Regions from separate parts of the Rattus norvegicus genome. Here regions 1 and 3 are each linked to region 2. A link is a contact called in public Hi-C data. All regions are on one chromosome and are shown on one strand. The core of a region is the stretch at or near the end of the contact, and the rest is flanking DNA. Distances in the headings are between cores, read along the strand shown.

The links. Hi-C and Micro-C count contacts between places; a contact is called where the count stands out from the background.
Region 1: a Hi-C map of the Rat2 cell line shows a contact between it and region 2, with 7 times the contacts expected there. The contact joins the enhancer-like site here to the promoter of Cxcl12 in region 2. A contact is called at or near these places in 9 of 12 Hi-C or Micro-C datasets (the Rat2 cell line, Schwann cells, frontal cortex and 5 more).
Region 3: a contact with region 2 is called in a Hi-C map of the A7r5 cell line, with 3 times the contacts expected there. The contact joins the enhancer-like site here to the promoter of Cxcl12 in region 2. A contact is called at or near these places in 3 of 12 Hi-C or Micro-C datasets (the A7r5 cell line, the Rat2 cell line and frontal cortex).

Annotation. Positions count from the first base shown.
Region 1 is chr4:152,303,926-152,307,947 of GRCr8, reverse strand. No RefSeq gene overlaps it. Among named protein-coding and RNA genes, the nearest start is that of Cxcl12, 250 kb to the right of the region's middle. Within about 2 kb of position 1,912, at least 6 of the 93 cell types and tissues checked have an H3K27ac peak or open chromatin away from gene starts, as enhancers often do. A contact at or near this core is called in hepatocytes, where this site is marked.
Region 2 is chr4:152,058,980-152,062,946 of GRCr8, reverse strand. Cxcl12 (C-X-C motif chemokine ligand 12) reads right to left here and starts at 2,166. Exons shown (of 3, transcript NM_022177.3): 1 at 2,025-2,166. The coding sequence starts at 2,085.
Region 3 is chr4:152,214,386-152,218,505 of GRCr8, reverse strand. It overlaps LOC134486835 (a long non-coding RNA gene), which reads right to left. Exons shown (of 2, transcript XR_010066257.1): 2 at 2,086-2,326. Among named protein-coding and RNA genes, the nearest start is that of Cxcl12, 160 kb to the right of the region's middle. Within about 2 kb of position 1,860, at least 11 of the 93 cell types and tissues checked have an H3K27ac peak or open chromatin away from gene starts, as enhancers often do. A contact at or near this core is called in the A7r5 cell line, where this site is marked.

The sequences.
Region 1 (4,022 bases), core at 663-3,162, 250 kb before region 2:
GCCTCAATAATTCTTACGTGTAAGCCCTGAAAGCAGCCTTTACAGAGATGGCCAAATATGAAGCGATCCTCAGGGTAGGCTCTTCTTCCATGTGACCATTGCCCTTCTAGAGGGGGAAATCAGAACATAGAGGCATAGAGGGCAGATGCTGGGAGGAGCAAAAGACGGAGCCACAGGACAAGCTGGTTCTTTTGACATCTTTAACTTGAACTTTTGTCCTCCAAGACTGTGGGATAGCATATGTCTGCTGCTTAAGCCCCATTGTGTGATATTTGTTAGAGGAGCTAAACTGACTCATACAAGGCTGTGCACTCCTCTGGGTCTGGCTCTGTACTTGTCTGTGTGTGTGGTAAATGGTAAATGGTAAATGGTAAAGTCTCGCTTACAGTGGGACAGGTGGGATGTAGGAGCAGAGTGTCTGTGCAGAAGTAAGCTGCCACTGTGTGCTGGTGTGTGTGTGCATGCACGTGTGCAGTGTATCAAAGTGATACATTGTTCTTAAACACTTTCTGCAAGTCCCGGTGTGCCTGCAGGTCTGGACTTATAAGGAACTATGGTGACAGCTTACTAATGAGACCCAAGGTTCAACTGGTTAAGAGGTGTGCTCATCAGGGCTCAGTAACAGGGAGAATAGATTCAGGAGGCCTGTTCCAGTCTCCCTACCCTTCTTGTCTTAGTTAGGGTTTTACTACTATGAAGAGATCATGACCATGATAACTGTTACAGAGGAAAACATTTAGTTGGGTCTGGCTTACAGTTCAGAGGTTTAGCCTATGATCATCACGGTAATATGCAGGCGTACATGGTACTGAAGGGCTTCTACATGGTGCTGAGAGTCTACATCTGGATCTGCCTGTAGCAGGAAAAGAACTGTGAGCCACGGAGTCTGGGCCTGAGACCTTAACGCCTACCCACAGTGACACACTTCCTCCAAAAGGACCACACCCAGTTAACAAGGTCATAGCCATGTGCCACTCCCTATGGACCAAGCATTTCAAATCCACAAGTCTATTGGGTGTGATCCTATTCAAACCACCACCATTCCTATGTGGGAAACAGTAGGAGCAAGAAGCTCTCCCTGAGGTTGATGAACACAGGTGAAGGGAGGACAGGGCCTCAGTCAGCTCTTGATGAGACAGAAGTCAATGTAGGGGAGGAAGCAGGGACAGGGATAGGTCACACACAGGCCAATGTTGAGAGCCAGGAGCTCTCCGGGTTTGACAATAAGGCTGGACTCTGGTCTCGGGGAAGCCCAAAAAGTAGGGAAAACTCATTCAAGCGGAGCCTGAGGAACACCAGCTACTTCTGTCACTTCTGACTCTTTTTGGCATTCCACGAAAGCAAAGCTACCTCCAAGCCAGGGTGCCCAGGGCATGCCCCTTCTAAACAAAGGCCACTCATTAATTTAGACAGAGGGATTTTGTTTCTGGCTTCCTTCCGAGGCGCTGGTGACTGGGTGGTACTTCAGCTGCCGTGTCTTCAGGATTAACAGAAGAATTTTGGTTAGGAACACGAGAGCCACACGAAGATTGCGGTTTCCAAGTTGGAGGCTTTGGGAAGGGGAGCATCATACTCTGAGTTCTTGAGGTTTCCTGTGTTCAAGGCACCCATCTGCTCACCCAGAACTGGAAGCCTATTACAATGCACCCCTTGTTATGGTTAGAATTTAAGATGATATTTTTTTCTATTTTAGTTAATGGCCTGAGAATGAGATTTTGGTTGTTGGCAATAAATTGCATATTCAGGGATATTGGTGCAGAGGGACTCTAATTCAGTCTTTTTATAGTATCCTTTTCCCCCTCCGGTTTAGAGAATTCTTTTAAGGTGGTGGGGGTGATTAATGACCCCATGTGCCTGTGTGCACACAGGGCCCACGTGTCCTCAAAATGAGGAGCCTAGGGATCCTAGAGAACAAGCCTGCGGCAGAAGAGGGAATTGCAACACCACATTCTTTGCCAAGTTCCACCCCAGTGCAAGCAGGGATGAATAGATTATCGATGGAATGTGCTCCAGACTGTGTCCTCTATGTGTAAGTCCAGCATCCTTCCTCCTGGCTCAGAAGTATGAAGGAGACAGAAGGCATTGGAAAAAAATCCTCCTCCTCTATCTCTTCTTCTTCTCCTCCTCCTCCTTCTCCTTCTCCTTCTCCTTCTCCTTCTCCTTCTCCTTCTCCTTCTCCTTCTCCTTCTCCTTCTCCTCCTTCTTCTTCTTCTTCTTCTTCTTCTTCTTCTTCTTCTTCTTCTTCTTCTTCTTCTTCTTCTTCTTCTTCTTCCTCCTCCTCCTCCTCCTCCTCCTCCTCTTCATCTTCTTACTCCTCCTCCTCCTCCACCTTCTCAGATTCTTTTACTTTGAAAGGGAAATGCCTGCTATTTAAGCAATGGATCAGACACTAGATGGCAGAAGGCAGAAGCTATGGGACAGTGAATTTTCATCTCCGTGACAAAATGCCTGAGGAAGTGAAGGATCCTGCAGGAAGAGATTCATTTTGGCTCACATGTTCAGAGGTTTCCATTTGTGTTCAAGCTCCAGAGCTACAGCCCTGTGGTATCTCCTCAGGACAGACCGGAAGTATTATGAGAAAGCAACAGGAAGATGAGTAGGCTCCATCTCCTTACAGTTCACTCAACCATAAACTCATCAACACGATCTACTGATAGAGTTAGCGTAGTCATGACTCGGTATCTCAGTGTGCCACTGGCTGGGAACTGAGGTTTCAGTATAGATGGCTTTTGAAGATATACTTCATATCTACATCGAAATAAGAGAGAATTCTTGTTGGGTGCTCCCTCACTGCCAAGCAGAAAGGTAAGGTACTCCAGCCTACACTAGAAAGACCACCATTGCGATGAAGCTTGTAAAGCAGACATCATAGGTCTAGAACGTCTAGATGTTATGAGATCCAAGTCAGCTCAGAAGACAGAACAGGGCCCTGAATAAAACAGAGTAGAGGGTGGTCTAGGTAGAGTAACTTTTGCATGTTCACTGTGAGTTTCAATTCACTTCTGTTGAAAATGAGGGAGCGCAAGGCCCTGGGTTCGGTCCCCAGCTCCGGAAAAAAAAAAAAAGAAAATGAGGCCATGGGGTGTTCTTAAGTAGGAGATAGGATTGACACCTGAGAGCTGTACACACTCTGTGGCAGGAGTGTTTAGGATAGAGAGGGGCATCAAGATTAACACATTAAATAAGACAGAGGAAGAGGAAGAGGAAACCCTTTTGACCTCAGTCTCCAAGTAACAAAAACAAGTAAGTGCAGGCTTGTAAATTCTCCCAGAGAAGGCTGATGTATGTAAATGGATTAGAAGAGCTGTTTGTTTTTATTCCACATTGGGAGACCAAAGAAATTAGGTTCTGATGTCAGCAGCAGCAGCAGCAGCAGCAGCAGCAGCAACAACAACAACAACAACAACAACAACAGCAACAACAACAACAGCAAGATAGATGCATTTGCCAGCAAAGAGAGAAGGCAGGTAGGCAAACAATATCTTTCACCTCTGACCTCTTAGATTTAGAAGGCTGCCACAAGGTAGTGCCTACTCAGGGAGAAGGTTCCCTTCCTCAATCCCAGTTAATCATTTCAGGAACTGCCCTTACAATTCTGACTAGGGTTATGCTTCTCAGTTGATTCTAGATCTAATAAAGTTGACAACCAAGATCGACTATCATATTTCTGTATTACTTACTTGATGGATTTCTGTGACCAAAAAAAAAAAAAAAAAAAAAAACGTAACAAAGTAACTTAAGAAAGAAAGTTTTGGGGTGCTTTCAAGGCTAGAGTACAGTCTGTCATGGCAGAGAAGTCATGGAAGCAGGATTTAAAGGCAGCTGGCCACATTGCATCCATGATCAAGAAGCAGATAGAGATGATTAGAGCCCCTTTTTATTCAGTCCAAGACCAAACCTCAGAACATGGTGTCACCCATGTAAAAGTGTCTCTTTCCACCTCATTTAACTCAGCCTAGCTAATCCTTCACAGGCATGCTTGGGTCAGCCAATATCCTGACTAGCTGACAAGTTATTATTAT
Region 2 (3,967 bases), core at 917-3,416:
AATATATGATGGGATTATTTTCTTCTGCAGGTGCCATTTAGCTAAGAGATTCGTGACCTGGGAAGGGTAGTTATTTAGACGCTAAAGCATAGGAAAAACAGACTGCAGATACAGACCAAAGTCCGAACCAGCTCGCTGCCCACCCTGGTCTTGGGAATGGAGAGACCTTGGCTTATGGAGGCAAGGCGCATTCACTCTAACAGGCCTGGGAAGCTTGCTGTCCTGGGTTTAAGCAAGGAAGCCTAGGGTGCCTAATGTCTAGCTGCTGAGTTGGATCCGCTGATGGGGAAACATAGGAACCACAACAAGGTTAGCCATGCTGCAACTCGAGGGCTGTGCAGGACCGGAGGGCACACAGGCGCTAGGAGGTAAAGAAAAAGTTCATCTGGGCAATGCAACGGAGTCCTGCCTAGAGAACAGGTCTGATCCAGACACTTGGTTGCAGAGAAGTCAAGAGTCCGACGCTTCCTAGAGTAAGAATATGTCTGGGGGTGAGACACCCCAATTACTCGGGACAATTGCACTCCAGCCTTGAGGACCCGAGTTCCTACATTCCTGCCTCATACTTGACTTCCCAGGAGGCAGTACAGTTTGCCAGAGACTGTGACCCTTGCAACGTCACCAGCTCATTCAATTATTAATGCCCAAATCAATGTGCTCCATGATGAGGCACTGGGGGCCAGTGGGAAGTTGCAGCCTCCCAGGTGTTCTCAGTAGCAGAGGGAAAAAAAAAACCGAAATTGCCTTTCATTTGTCTTTTTTACTCCTCCGATCAGCAACTATTCTTTTATTGAACTTTTACTGAACATTTACTAAATTTTTACTGAACATTTCCCTCGGACTAGGCAAGTCCAGCCTCTCCAACCATACTTAGCCAAACAAACGCAGGTCCCACTACTTTCCGTAGCCTGTTGTTCACAGGGAAAGAACCCAAACCAACGCTTTGGCGCACTTGGGGCAGCATTTAGATCGCAGCCTCACCAAGGGCTCCGACCGCCCCTCAGTTCGGAAACAACACAGCGGAGGAAGGCAGGGGCCCGACTGGTAGGGTTTTGTTTTGTGTTCAGAGGCAATGGTTTGTTTTGTTTTGCAGCAACGGTGTCTTGTAACAGCGCTGAGAGTTTTCTCTTCAGTGTCAAAAAAAGAAAACAAAATGAAAGCCCTTTCCCAGTGAAAGAAGACACCACCCCGGGTCTGGGAGACTGAACTCTGCTGCAGCTCTCATTCCAGAGCGGAGGGCTCCGGGGCTGGCTACAAAAGCGCCCATTTGCAGGTGTGTTTGGGGGTTGGGGAGAGGTGTGCATATAGCTCGAGTAACTGCTGCGCCTTTGTCTAGTGACCCCGGTAAGAAGAAAAAGGCGCAGCGAAGAGACGCGTGCTCAGGTCCGCGTCGCTACGGACCAACGAACTGTGCAGAAGCGCAGCCCTGGCTGGTGGCGCAAGCTCTAGAGCTGCACTGCGCTGCTCATGGCCCCGAGGGTGTTGTAAGAGAACTCGCTACACTCTGAGGGGACGAAACTCAACTGCACCACCGAACCTATAGCCAAACCAAGCTACTTTAAGAGTTTGCTGGCACACGCACCACCCGAATGAATCTCCTGCACGGTCAACTCCCGGACCGCGCTGCCCTTCGCCTCTGGAACATCTGGGCGCGGGTGGACACTAGCTGAGTGCAGCTGGCGCGCTCCGGGGCCCAAGCCCAGGACACCGTCGCCCAAGCTTCCATTCCGCGCCGACCCCACACTTGCCCAACAATCCTGCAGGGCCTCGCCTGCAGCCCTCTCTAGGTCCTGCAGCTGCGCTTCGCAGAGCACAAAACCTCGGTGTGACCCGTGGGACACGGGAAAGGGCACCCGTAAGGAGTGCGCCCTGCAAAGTGGGCTGCCTGAAGTTCGCTTGCAGTGAACCGCGCGGAACGACTTCTTTCTCCGCGACTCCCGCGCGGGCAGGGGAACCGCGGACCCGAAGGAGCTCCGGCACAGAGCTGCGAGCCTTGCCCGGGACCGGGCGCAGATTACACTCACCGTCACTGATGCAGAGCGCGGCCAGCACCAGGGCCAGCACGGCGACGACCTTGGCGTCCATGGCGTGGGCGGGAGGGCGCGCCGGAGGCTGCAGAGCTGGGCAGCAAGAGGACACCGAGGTGGACGGAGAGTGAAAGTGCGGCAGCTAGAGGCGCGCGCTGGGCGCTTTAGAGCCGAAAACCAGGCGGGGCGGGGCTCGTCAAGGGGCGTGTCTGAAGTGTGGCTGGGGTCTCTGACGCGCATCCCCTGCGGAGCAGCCGCCCTTCCAGTCCCCTACCTACCCACCCCCTTCTTGGCGCCCTCGGCGTCCCCGGCTCCGCTGGGTGCCGAGGCCTTTGATCTTCCCAGTCCCCAACTTGGGCGGGCTCCTTGGACTACAAATGCTCCCATCCTGCAGATAGAGAAACTAAGGGGCTGTCGAAATCGAAAGCTGTCAAGTAAGGACCAGAGGCGAAACTGTGTTCCAGGCGCGAGGTTCTGTTGCGCCGCACCCAAAAAAGTTGCCAGAGAACCCTTTCTTTGGTGCCAGGACCTCAAACTGACCCACCTCTCTCCCAGGGTGTCTGTGCCGCAGGCGACAGCTAGGCTTAAGGGCAACGCGGAGCAACCTACAGTTAGAATAACTTGGACTCCCAGCCAAAGTCTCACTACAGTCACCCCCGGGAAGATGCATTCTAACGTAGGGCTGTGCTGCCCAGCAAAGAGACCAAGCGGGTCTTCCAGATATAGTACGGTGAATTTTCTTTGCCACCTCCCCTCTGTAACGGTATCTGACGCTGGGGGGGTGGCGGAGGGAGGTGACACAGCTCTCACCCTGCAGAATGGAAACGGAGAAATCACTGAGAGTCTCACTCCCGCGAAACGTCGTGACGCTCAGTACCTGGTTTTAATGGGTGTTCTTAAACTTCAGTGTTTTCTGCCTTTCCTGAAGAAAGTCCAGTGTTCCAAAAAGGACGAAAGAGTTCCCTACACCCCTGCTCCCTAAAACCCCTAAAACTTCGGAAGCCCAGGAGTGAGTGCTTCCGAAGGTGGTCATTGGTGTCTTTACAAATATACCCACTGGTGCTCAGTCCTGCCGATAGACCGTTGTACTCCACGCTGGTCAACCAAAACAACCCCAACCTGGGTGTGGGGAGACACAGGGGAAGGGGCAGACCGCAGCTGGAGGGCTAGAGGCTGGGAGCAGCGTCCTTTGGACCTTCTGCTGCCACATACAGTGTTGGCCACACTCCCATTGCCTTTCTCACATAACCAATTAGCGATTTGGATTCTGTTATCACGTTCACCCAAGGGAGTGCACAAAAGAGACTTGCCTCTGTCTCAGGGCAATCTGGGAATCATATTTTTGAAGAAGTGGCCAGGACCTTTGGGCCTGGGGCTCCACCTAGGGACTAAAGAAGGGTGGCCGGGGTCAAGAGGAAAATGTTTCAGACATGAGAGTGTCTTAAACAATTCCGCCAAGCACTTTGCGTCCATTCATTTGTCAGGCGCACTTTAGGGGCTCAGCTTCAAATCTGGAACAGCGCCGACCTGGGCCCTGTGTTTAAAAAGTAGCACTCTAGAGAAGGCAACCATTCATTTCTATCGGCTTTTGCATTATCCTGAGCGTTCAGGATGCTGAACACTGAACTTGCTGGCCCTGTTGTACTGTAAGATCGGCAGAGGCTGGGCTCCGGCGCCCTCTAGTGGTCCCATCTCCTCTGCTCCAGTAATCGGAGAGGCTGGGGTTCAGGCAGTTGGGATACCTGACGCCTGTATAAAGAACAGTTTTTTTTAAAAAACAAAACAAAACAAAACAAAACAAAACAAAACAAAACAAAACAAAACAAAACAAAACAAAACAAAACAGATGCTCTTGGGTAAAACCTACTCTGCGCACAAAAACTTGTGTGGTGCTCCTATTCCCTACATCTCTGAGGTAAACCTCTGCTGTAAGTTTGTCC
Region 3 (4,120 bases), core at 611-3,110, 160 kb before region 2:
TGATATACTAAAAATAAGCCCATTAGTAGAGCACTTAAAATAAGTGAGCCAGAGGAGAAGTGTCCCAAGTTCATGTAAAAAGCCACAGAGGTTGATCAACAAGCTCCTGCATATTTTCTTATGAAAATTGTAGATATCCACATCAAGAAGCACTGAGTGATTAAACCCAGCAGTGGGGCAGGCACCCTGACAGGTATGACATACTCGGGGTGGGAGGACATCTCAACCACTATTGTGGGGTAGACAGAAGCAGCATCCACAGCAACTTCTAAGTACGTGGGGACAAAGCTGCCCGCTTGTGTTGCCATTGTGATGACAGTGGCTTTAAGCTCATCATGGTCTGCTTCTGGCCATAACTAGACATCCAGTGGGTGTCTAATGAGGAATAAAGGGTGCTTCTAAAGCCTAGGAAGCTCAAGAACAGGAATCTGAGCAAATTTCTCTGGCTCTTGGTCCAGGAATCCCATGCCAGGCAGGTGTGCCATTGCTAGTTCAGGTCTCTGTGTTCCACTCCTTATAAAGCCACAGACACTATCACAGAGCCCCACCCCAATGAGCTCATGTGGCACTCACTGTCATTGTAAAGATTTTTTTGTCTCATTTCCAAATACTAGTAACATGTGACTTTGGGGATTAAGTTTTTAATACTTGAAACTTGAGGGCCACATTCATACCATGATAGTGATCAATATCCAACTATGAAACCTAACAATGAGGGCTCACTTAGTCAAGTGCAAGTTTGAGGACCTGAGTCTGGATCCCCCAAACCCACACAAAATCTGGACACAGTGTGCTCTTCTGAGAGACAGGTCGCCGTCTGGAGTTCATTGACCAACGAGTCTCAAAAAGTATAAGGTGGAGATTAATTCAGAAGATACCCAGTATCAACCTCTGTCCCCCAGCTGCTTATAAGCTCTCTCTCTCTCTCTCTCTCTCTCTCTCTCTCTCTCTCTCTCTCTCTCTCTCTCTCTCTGTCTGTCACACACACACACACACACACACACACACACACACACACACACACTCCAACACCAACACAACAAAACAAAAACTCATAGAGATTGATTGTCCTGCCTTTGCCTCCTAGTGCTGGGCTAAAAGGTGCCGGCCACCATGGCAAGCAAGTCAGAGTCTTTAAGAAAATAATTAAATTAAAATGAGGGCATTGGTGTCAGTACCAGTCAAGTATAAGAAGATGACATTAGGACACAGACATGCAGGGAAAAGTCATGTGATGACTCAGGCTGAGGATGCCATCTTCAGCCAAGGAGAGGGGCTAAGTAGTCACACTCACACCCTGATCTTGGGTCTTCAGCCTTCAGAAGGCAAGTCATCAGCTTCTATTACATCATCTGGAACGTCTTAAATGTTTTCCACTCACAAATGCATCCTGCCTAAAATTTTTACACAGCCCTGGGCGTATGGACATAAACCTAGGGTGCACGACTCTAATAAAACACAAAGATGTTTATTTCAAAACAATCTTTTGGTGCATATATAAGTTTACTATTTATTTTGATGGAAGCATGTTTGTGTACTACTGAATGAATGGATGTGCACACTAAGGAAAGGGATGAATGGGCTTTTCCTTTCCAAATTCGAACTAGCGCCTGTGCCTGCAGCCTTCCTCAGATCTGTGCCTCGTGACTCACAGGCTTCCAACGCAGCTGATGCCTGGAGCTTGCTTAGTTCTCCTCCTGAGAGGCAGTCAGTCATTTGAATTAGTGTCCTGTCAAATGCCCTGGGCTTTGTCTTTCCCATGACCCCATAAAGTGGGTTCTGTCAGTCTCTCAAGAGTCTGTCTCCTTCCCTTTCTGTCAGAGATCTGGGAAGTCCATGGCTGGTGTCCGGAGGAAAGGGTATTCTTAGTTCTGACTAAGGCATTGAGAACTCTCAAACAAGCGCCAATGGCGTTCTAATGAGGAGCAGATGAAGGGCACAAAAGCCTAAGCCCCAAATCCGGGAAAGCTGAGAAAAGAAAATACCAATATTGCCAAATCATCTGAGCTCTGAATTTAAAAGCATGCTCATTCTGCTAGCTGGACCCTGGCAATGACCCCAAGGAGGAGTTCCGAATCATGCAGATTCGAAAGAAATAAATTTAATCAAGAAACCACAACTCTCAGATAGGTTCACCAAAAGGGATGTTGGCCCACACTTAAAGAAAAACGTCTGCAATGGCCAAATAACCCATGACTAATTACGACGTGTGGCTGGGTGGGGCAAAATGCAAGGCAGCTAGAAGCCAATGGAGGGTGTGATGTCTTTGTTCCCATTGTCACAGATCCTTCCTTTGTTGTGAGGGCTCTGAGCTGTGTTCCACGAGCTAAAAGAAAAAGTAGAAAGCTCAGTTCTCTTCATTTGCTTACCTTTGCGTGGCCTCCAGTCCTTGGGAGGTGCTTTTGTTGTGTATGTGCAAGTTTTACACATTTTCACCAGAAAAATGGATGACTAACCCCAACAAACTCTGTGAGGTTTCCTCTTTCCTCCCTTTGCAGGACAAACAGTGAGAGAGGATGCACATAAATCCCTATAATGTGACCCCAAATCTCCTTATATCCAGCATTTGTATCCAGCAGTAACACTGGCTTCCATCAAATGACAGAGGAGAAGATGGATGGCCAAAATCCCAGGCTGCCTCCTTCAAACCCAGCCAGAAGTCCTCCTCTGGCTTAAGTTTGAGAACAAAATCCAGGGCTCCCAGAGTGCTAATGGTGAGGCAGCTGTCATCCAACATGTTAATTAAAGACACAATTAGTTGTGAACAGGAGAGAAAAGAGGAACTGATAAAGGGGGTTCAGCAGCCCCAAGAGTGTCTTCAGGGCACTGACATGCTTTTTAGGTTTAAGTAGAAGAATTGGGGTGGGGGCAAAAGATCTGCAAAATTAAGCAGTTTGATCCAGGTATGGTCTGGTTGGTCCTCTCCCAGCTCTGGTTCTGCAGCATAGTCTGAGTTAGTCATTATCATCTGAGGGGAGCAATCTGGTTCTCATGAGGCGATCACTCCTTCTCCACGGTCCAGCTTCACCAGAGCAGACAACAACCCTCACATAGGAGTGGTCTGTTTGGTGGCAGTTTTAGTCCTTAGTCATAGGGTGTTCATTGATCGACCCTATTGTTCCCAGGATCTAAAGTGTCTACCAGAATATAACAATGTCTTGACAGCTTCAAATATGGATGAGGGATATGGAAAGGGGTGGAGGAAGTACTCTGATAATAAGATGCTCATGGAGTCAGATACAAAGGAGGAGAGAGGTCAGGATTTTTCCTGGTCTCAGTTACCTTGTGGGACCGAGGGAGGAGTCAGTGCTCTTTACCTAAAGTACTTTCTAAGTACCCGTTGTACCTCTACCTCAATTCCCTGACCTTGAATTGTAGAGCTTTCCCCCAGTGGTCGTAAACTTTGGCTTAAAACGAATTGTGCATTCTTTAAGAAAATATTCTTTAAGCATCTCTGAATGGTCCAGATCCCTCTTTCAAATAAAAATTAAAATTACTAGGAAAATGCAGAAAAGTAAAAGTAGCCTCATGTACCTTGGGGGATTCACTTAAGTTTACCCTAACTTCTGTCTTTACTTACCATTCTTATAAAAGATCAAATTATACAAGTTACTATTGCTTGACTGAGAAATAATTTCAGAAAGTCTTACAGGGAGTTCCATTTATTCTTTCTTTTCACTGCTAAAAGTTCTATAGATGGAAAGAAAGCAAAAATTTGGTCATGTTTATAAACTAGAAACCATGTTGAAAATCCAACAGCAGTCTTTAAGGATAGTGTGAAATACATATTTGGTTTCTGAACAGCTCCTAAAGACACAAGAAATCTTCAGGAAGATGTGGTTTGCTTTCTATGTCAAAGACTGAAAGTTAGCTGAAAGTCCCCCACAAAACATCAGGATGCAGCTGGTCACCATAAAGATCAGCAAGATGAGAATATGGGGACATTTAATACCATCTCCAACCTGGGGAGGAGGGAAAAGCTAAAGATAAGTTGGTAATCTGTGGACAATTACTTGACCAATCTTGGATTTCTAATGAAGTTTCCATGGAAACTCAAAAGGACAGAGATTAGAGGATCTCTGGTGGCTGAGGTTTGGTAGTGCTGGCAGAGTGTGAGGTA